2 separate regions of the Gasterosteus aculeatus genome follow, and region 2 is linked to region 1. Evidence: chromatin contacts called from public Hi-C data. All regions are on one chromosome and are shown on one strand. Each heading gives the region's core, a stretch centred on a gene start, on an enhancer-like site or on the middle of the called end of the contact. The rest is flanking DNA. Distances are from core to core; before and after follow the strand shown. Region 1 overlaps ptk7b (protein tyrosine kinase 7b). Region 2 holds the start of ptk7b (protein tyrosine kinase 7b).

Region 1 (4,104 bases), core at 1,032-3,531:
CGGGGGGGGGAGGGGTGATGCTTGTCTCAGACCTTGCTGTCAGAGGGCAGGTCTCCCAGGGCGTGGACGATTTCAGTGAAGGAGGGGCGCTCTTTGAGGCTTATCGCCCAGCAGCGGACCATGAGCTTGTAGATCTTGGAGGGGCATCCATCTGGAACTGGGAGCTTCAGCTTCCCGGCCTGCAGACCTGGAGGGACGGAGGACCGGCAGAGAGAAGGAGTTGAGACCCAATCAGAAACGCACATTCACCCCACACACGAGTTACAATTACTGTCCGTTGACACTAAAACATAAACGCATCCTACGGACCTTCCAGCACTTCGTCGTCGCTGAGTTTGGGATAAGGCATCTCGCCGAGACTGAACACTTCCCACATCAAGACGCCAAAGGCCCAGACATCAGACTTGGTGGAGAAGTCGTCCTCGAACACAGACTCTGATGGGAGCCAGCGCAGCGGGATCCACGCCTGTCTGTAGTGGTAGTACTCGCTACATACACGTCCACAAGAGAAGCGACAAGAAGGAAACAACAGGTCAGCCAGAGGAACAGGGCTTCACCTTCTTTTTATTTCATTATTTAAGTGGGGGATTATGTTGATAATCATCCCAACGGACCCGTTGTAGACGTCCTTGCTGAGGCTGAGCGACGACACTTTAACGCGCCTCTGACTGTTGATCAGGCAGTTTCGGGCAGCGAGGTCTTTGTGCACGAAGCGGTGGTTGGACAGGTGCTCCATCCCATGAGCCACCTGGGCACAGATGGAAACCTGCACAGGGAAGAAGAACAGTTTAGGTGAGATGACGTTGAGATAGCGTTTACAACGAGTCCTCCTGGTTTGCAGTCCACTGACGAAGACATTCTCCAACACAAGAGATAAGACTTCCAATCGGAAGATCAAACGCGTTATTGTGCATTAATCCGCTCATTTGAGGTTAGCTGCTTCAGTTATAGTCTTGATACATATTCTAATCATTCTCTCGTTCTTAGAATATAGATAACGGCACACGTGTTTCTACTGAACCAGCTTAGCAAGGAGCCAACCGCCTCCCGGGGGTCGCTTCAGATTTAGTGCAGATTGACCTACTTAGAGTGTTTCTACACTTACTTTGGTCTTGGTGCTGATAGGCTGAGATTTCACCTTGTCGTCTTTGCTTTTGGAGATCCTCAGGAACTGCTTTAGGTCTCCCTGGTGTAATAGAAAGAAAACACACGATGCATGAATCGGACTCTTATTTATGATTATTGTTTTGCGAGAGTGCGCACGCTTCTACGTGTGTGCGCCTACCAGGTCGTAGTACTCGAGGATCATGTAGTGGGGCTCGGCCTCCCGACACAGGCCCAGCAGGCGGACGACGTTGGGGTGGCTGAGCTTCGCAAACATTTCGGCCTCGCGGCGGAAGTCCAGCTGGAGCTGCTCGTCTCTGGCTTGCAGGCTCTTCACCAGCACCACCGTCTCCTCCTCGCTCTCCTCGATACCCTTGGCTTTGCACAGCAGCACCTCACCAAACTCCCCCTTGCCTGCGCACACAATCACAAAGAGTCGATGTCAGAGCACATCTCGTTTTGTTTTGTCGAGTTACCTAAAAAGCTGCAGCGGAGAGATGAGGTGAGTAATAATTCAGAGCACAAAGACGTTCATCATCCGTTAATGTTTGCAAAACAGGATTGTTTAAATCAATCTACCCAAAGTGGTGATGGTTTGTAGGTTTGCTCGAGGGAAGTGGAGCTTATCGTTGTTGACGTGGCTGTGGCGCTTCTCGGCCGTTGCCATGGTACCCATATTGGTGAGGGCCACCTCTTCTTGGATCTCAGTGGTGGTGGTGTGGCCGTTTTGTTGGACAGTTCCTCCTGATAAACAAAATCCCACAGCGTCATACCAACCTCAATAGGCATTGAAACTAATAGTAAATGTGATATGGGTCCAAACAGAATATTGTCTTCATCATTTTCTTGTGAAAACCAACGTGTTGCTCTAATCAGCAAGATCTGAGATCTTCAATATTTAGTTAGTTTTTTCACAGCTTGAAGCAGCGGATACATTTCTTTGAGCATTGGCCAACTCACAATGACCTTTTTTGTATACATATTAGCATAATTCATTGTGTGACTATTCCAGTGTTCGGAACTGGGGCAGAGCTTTGCATTGTCTAAGTAATATTACCTGCAATACCCGAGATGAGCACAGGGTGGCAGCAAATACCCAAAAACCTTTTAACATCCCTTTGAGGACCATGAACATCAACCACTCACATAATCCTGGCTGACTTTACGAGTTCCTCACCACAACCTGTAAAAGCCGTCTCCACAGAACATGCATACCGTTCAGACACTCCATCTCGGGCTCCTCCCCGTCCTGTCCCTTCTGCAGCCTCTTAGCGTTGCGTCTCTTTTTGCAGTAGAACATGAGTCCGAGCACAACGATGATGTAAGCCACGGCCGCTCCCACTGACAGGCCAATGGTTTGGATCATCTTGTAGGGAGCCTTGTCAACGTCATCGTCGAAGGAGTGCATTGGTTTTTCTGTTGGGCACCAGCATCAAATGTGGTTAACTGGGTTGGATCTTCACTGCACATTGTTCCAAGAGTAGATGAGTGTGAATGGAAATACATTCCGCAATCGCACACAAACAACTACAGGAGAATAAATGCAAACCGTTTGGTACGTTTTTTCTGGAATAAAAGGGTACTTTTTGAAACATTGTCACGTCATTTAACAAGTTACCGGGAAGCTTTGTCGGACGCCAAGCCTGAAATGCGTCTCTCACGTTGAACTAACCGGGGCGCGCCCCCCCTTGCTGCTTTGGCAGACAGCGAGTCGATGTGGGTAACTAACCCGAGAGGTGTGACTGTGGCTCTCAGACAGCGCGAAGCCTCGTTAGGCCTCACGTCGGCCCAATCCCATCACCTCAGTGACGGCTGTGGCCGTGGTTATTAGCCTGTCGACATGGATGATAGGCAGTGGCTGAAGGTTTAATTAATGCCTTCATCCTCAGCTACGGTTTGGGGCGTTCGCTTCCAGTCTGCGAACGTCACGGACGAAAGGCCGCTGTGTACACACGTTTGTGCGCTTGCGTGTGTAGTAAACTCACCCACTACGTACAACTTGGCCACGCGGTCTTTGATGCTGCAGCTGTTGCCGGCCACACACGTGTACCTGCCCGTGTCATCTGTAGTAACATCGGAAATCACCAGGGAGCCATTGGGCATCTTCTGGAACCTGGGAGGTTTTATAACAGAGTCAAATTCACAAGCATTAACATGTTTGTTTTCACAACACAAGTCATTCAAGTTTACTTTTCACACGGACACGTGCAAGAAAACACACACACACACACACACAGCGAAGCTGTAAACTGAGGGGAAACACTGCATCAGTTCATGACTCATCTTCAGGAGACTGTGATGAGTTCATCTTGAATCCCTCTGATGTGCCACAGGTTCCTGCACGAGTCCCATAGTACTCAGATGTGTATGGCATAATCGCCCGAGCCTTTCAGAAGTCTTATCACGTCTTTCATAAATAGACGGACCTGTTAATGTAATCACAAACTCATCCAAATGTGTCCTTTACCTGCGGTTCCTGCTGATGTCCAGCGTCTTGTCCTTGGCCATCCAGTGGATGTGAGGTTGGGGGTCGCCGGTGGCCTGACAGTGCAGGACGGCTGTGTAACCTTGGTACACCGTTGTGTTCTCTGGTTCCACCTTAAAGCGGATGTACACTACATGTGCACAAACACACACACACACACACACACACACACACACACACACACACACACACACACACACACACACACACACACACACACACACACACACACACACACACACACACACACACACACACTCATTAACCCAAATCTCACTGTGGTTAAAATGTCAGTTAAGCTGACAAATGAATTTCAGTACTTTTATTTTACATTAAGGCCAGCGAGTGCACATCAAATGCTCCTGGGCTTCGCCGCATGAAAATGGTTCGGTGGCTCGTATATAAACCGTATATATGTGGGAGTAACGGCTAAGATGGCAGCGGGGGGCTTACCGGCCACAATGAGGGTCACCAGGGCTCGGATCTCCCCCTGCAGGCTGTTGGAGGCGATGCAG
Region 2 (3,703 bases), core at 43-2,542, 55 kb after region 1:
CTTTCAAGATAAATGTCCACATTTGTAGCTGGAGTGCTTTCTCGCAATGTTTGTTTCCCATTGTTTGACCTTCAGTTTAATTGTTGTGTTGTGTTGTATAGAGAGATTCGCCTTCTAGAAAAAGCAATTTTCCGGTGGAAAGTCCTCGAACACAAGTCAGCCTTTTTGAGCCAACTTAGTACAGGTTCATAGATGCACATTATCTATACATCATCGTATTCCAATATTGTTTTCCTTTATCGTTTCAAAAGCGAGTATTTTTCTTCATATGATTCCCATTTAAATGGTAGAAGTGTAATATTAATTGACATTACAGAACCCAAACCCTCGACACAAAAAAAGATGGTTTTATTTTGAAATTGAAACGTCCAACATCCTGCAACAATGTATGTAATTCTTGTTGGATAATTTCCCGAAAGCGCAACTTCCGGTGGCCATTCCCAATCTGGGAAAAGGGAGACAACACTGCGACCCCCTGGTTCAAATGGTTCACTGTTACTTTTAACTGGACGAGGATTTGAATATAATTCAAAGTATTAAAAATCAGTCCAGCATATGTCTGCAACATAAAATGTCATACAAGAATAAATTACAAAACACAAATATTAATAGTGCATATTGGATGTTATTTTCTTGAATCCAGAACAGGAAGAACTTCTATTTTGCTATCGAGGGCTATTATCTGTGACATGGGATGCACATTCAGCCAACAACGACACTGAATCGTTCTCCCATTAATTTCCTAATGAAGTCTATCGTTTGTGAATTCACGGTCAGAATCTAATTTATTTATTTATTACAAATTAAATTAAAATAATATGTTGTCAAACCATCAAAAAACTATAATAATTATGAGACATACCATTTATTTTGGGCTTAACAAAAACATCTACCAAAGATGGAAGATCCTCATCAAACTTGAACATGCAGTTGTGTTTATCAGTACTCTCTGATCTAAAAAAAAAAACCACAATCAAATCTCAAATCATTGCAAATCAATACAGCAGTTGTTTAATTTATTAAAACTTAAAAAAAAAACTTTTATTAAGGGAAAAATCTCCAAGGCACATGACTCAATGTGCCCCTGTTTCAAAACATATTTAACCAACACAAAAATCAACTGTCCAGATGCCGAAATGCAATTTCTCAGCAGTAATTAGAGCTTTGTTGATTTCGTAAATGTAATCAGCAACTATTCTCATGATAAAAAAATTAACGATTGAATTTTGAAAGCAAAAAATCACATGTGGCTTTGTTGAAGCATCTTAAATCATGAGAATTTGCTCATATTTTCAGTCTCTTTTGTGTAAACACGTCGCCTTTTGTTACTATATTATGACTATTTACAGACAGAGTTTGTTACATGCATTCAAAGATCAACAAATAAAGAAAATAATGATGTTTAAAGCTTCATTTTTATATATCATTAATTTATCCATCCATTCATTTTTAATCAGTCTTCTGCTTGTCACACACTAGTTGTCCTGCATAGTGTGCGTTTTCACAACCGAACTAACCCGGAGGGCAGTTTGTGTACCGTCCTCTGGCTGTGGTGAGGAGCGTAACACAAACTGTAAACATTGTTTAAAGTGTGAACAGCAAAATGCAATGCAGACGTATCAGCAGCGGGGGGCAATCTTGGCCAATCCGACCATTTGAATGTTTCCGGCAAAGATTAAGGCTTAATCCCAACGTCCCCCCTAAAGCCTTAAAGCCTGAACCCTCAGCGATTTACCAACACCCGATGAATGAGTGCGAGTCTGTGAGGGCTTAAAATGGTGTAAATACGAACAGGACAGCACCTTGCTGCGAGATATCCTGTCACCATAAACTAAACCCACACAGAGTTAGTGGCAGCGTGCCTTAAAAGTCTGTGAGTCCCTAAAGATGGAGACTGGGATTGGGCCTGAATGTTAGTGATCCACTGGGTTGTAATACAGAAATTTCCATCCAACGCAGAGAGAAGACAAAACTTAACAAATGAAAAACATAATTTGTTAATACCAACAAGTGTCAATGCAATAATCTCCAATATGCAGAATGATAAATATACACCAGTCCTACTTTATGTCTTTCCACTTTAGGAAATCGACTAAATCAATCGATCAATAATCATCAATTATTTTGCTCAGAGTTGCGTTCGAAGCTACTGTGTACTTATTCTAACATATTAGAGTCTATGTGTGAATACTCTTATCAAATCAAGGACACTGCCGCCGGTCAGACGGTCTTGAAAATAAATTACCATGGCAACAACGGCTACATCAATTTGCTATCAAATGATGTTGGCCCGTGTGGTCGTTCACAACGGGCAACAGTATTGAATTTACTGGCAATCGCTGCCATAATATTCAGAGACACTACAACTTCATTGTCGAGCAAAAAAACCTAAACAACATAGAACTTCTAGTCCAAAGCAGACATGCTGTCAGAAACGACAGGTCGGTATGGCGACACACTCAATCAGTATTACGTTTGGAAAAAAAGAATTCTGAATGAAATGGGAGTGATGTTAGGGAGCAGACGTGGAGGCTTTGTGGTGGAGGGGCTCAGTTAGAAACAAACCACTTACTGTGTTCCTCTGTGATCCATAGCATTGGGAGTCTGTTTTGGTCTCAGTATGAGCTCCTGATTCACCTGTAAAGCATCAATCATCCCCTACCTGTCTGGGAGTTCATCAACTCGCTCATAAGTTTACGTTACGGATGTTTTTATTGCTGTTCCAATTTTGATCGTAAGTATAGGTGGGAAACACTATAGTAATGGGGAATGGAAACACACATAGTGCAGCAAACCCTTTAGTAGGGGAAAGAAAAAACATAAAAGAAAGAAAAATAAAATGAATGCACTTCTTAAGAAAGAAACTTCAATATCTTAAATATCATGAATATTATTTACCAATACATCCACTTGCTTACAGAGTGAAATCAGCCCAATGAGAGTAATAAAACTGTTTTAAATCTTTCATAAGTGATCCTACAATTAATTTGGCACATATTTATTGTTTATATATTAGTTTAATTAAATTTAAATAGACAAATTTACAGTTGACCCTCTAGTTCTTTCTATGCAGGCAAAGTTTTATATGACAAAAGTACTAGTGTAATATGTAATATGATTTTATATATGATGCAATCTTCATATTGAGTGTGCTGCACCACTTCAAACAGCAGAGGAAGCCCTTGAGTCAGTCAATCAATTTTGATATAGTAGTAGTAGTTTTTCCGCTGCTGGACTACAGAGAACAAACATGAGCTCCTTTTTTTGTTGTTGACAACTGCATGTGGCGCCAATGTACACAGGGCTCTCAAGTGTCACGCATTGAGCGTGACAGTCACGCATTTCGGTCTCAAGTCACGCACTCCCGCCACGCATCCAATTCCTCAGGCCAAGAAATCGGACTCCGGTCCAAACCCCCCGTCGACCGTAGCGTCCGCCCCCCGAGAAAATGTCACGTTTTCTTGAAAACGTGAGAGCCCTGATGTACACAAATTCTATTCAATGAAGTGCACAATGTTTGTTATGGTGCCCTCCATGCTTATTTTCTTTGATGTATGGAGCCCCCATCAGCGTGATATTTTCTCAATAGAAATATGCAGCAACAGTATTCAAACATCGCAGTGAACATAGTGTGACCTTAAATGTCTCCATAGCAACAAGACATGCAATCATGTGGAAAACACAACTGGCCTCGTAGAGAGGG

Evidence for each region. Hi-C and Micro-C count contacts between places; a contact is called where the count stands out from the background.
Region 2: a Hi-C map of skeletal muscle shows a contact between it and region 1, with 17 times the contacts expected there. The contact joins the promoter of ptk7b here to the enhancer-like site in region 1. A contact is called at or near these places in 6 of 6 Hi-C or Micro-C datasets (blood and trunk muscle, liver, skeletal muscle and 2 more).

What each region holds. Positions count from the first base shown.
Region 1 is chr6:6,907,505-6,911,608 of fGasAcu3.hap1.1, forward strand. ptk7b (protein tyrosine kinase 7b) reads right to left here. Exons shown (of 21, transcript XM_040178547.2): 12 at 4,043-4,104; 13 at 3,572-3,719; 14 at 3,090-3,217; 15 at 2,320-2,520; 16 at 1,684-1,848; 17 at 1,286-1,518; 18 at 1,106-1,186; 19 at 615-766; 20 at 310-488; 21 at 1-187. The coding sequence ends at 27. Among protein-coding and RNA genes, the nearest start is that of LOC120820598, 4.5 kb to the left of the region's middle. Within about 2 kb of position 2,282, at least 2 of the 9 cell types and tissues checked have open chromatin away from gene starts, as enhancers often do.
Region 2 is chr6:6,963,154-6,966,856 of fGasAcu3.hap1.1, forward strand. It overlaps ptk7b (protein tyrosine kinase 7b), which reads right to left and starts at 1,293. Exons shown (of 21, transcript XM_040178547.2): 1 at 1-1,293. The coding sequence starts at 61. It overlaps LOC120820596 (tubulin alpha-1A chain), which reads left to right and starts at 3,483. Exons shown (of 4, transcript XM_040178550.2): 1 at 3,483-3,703.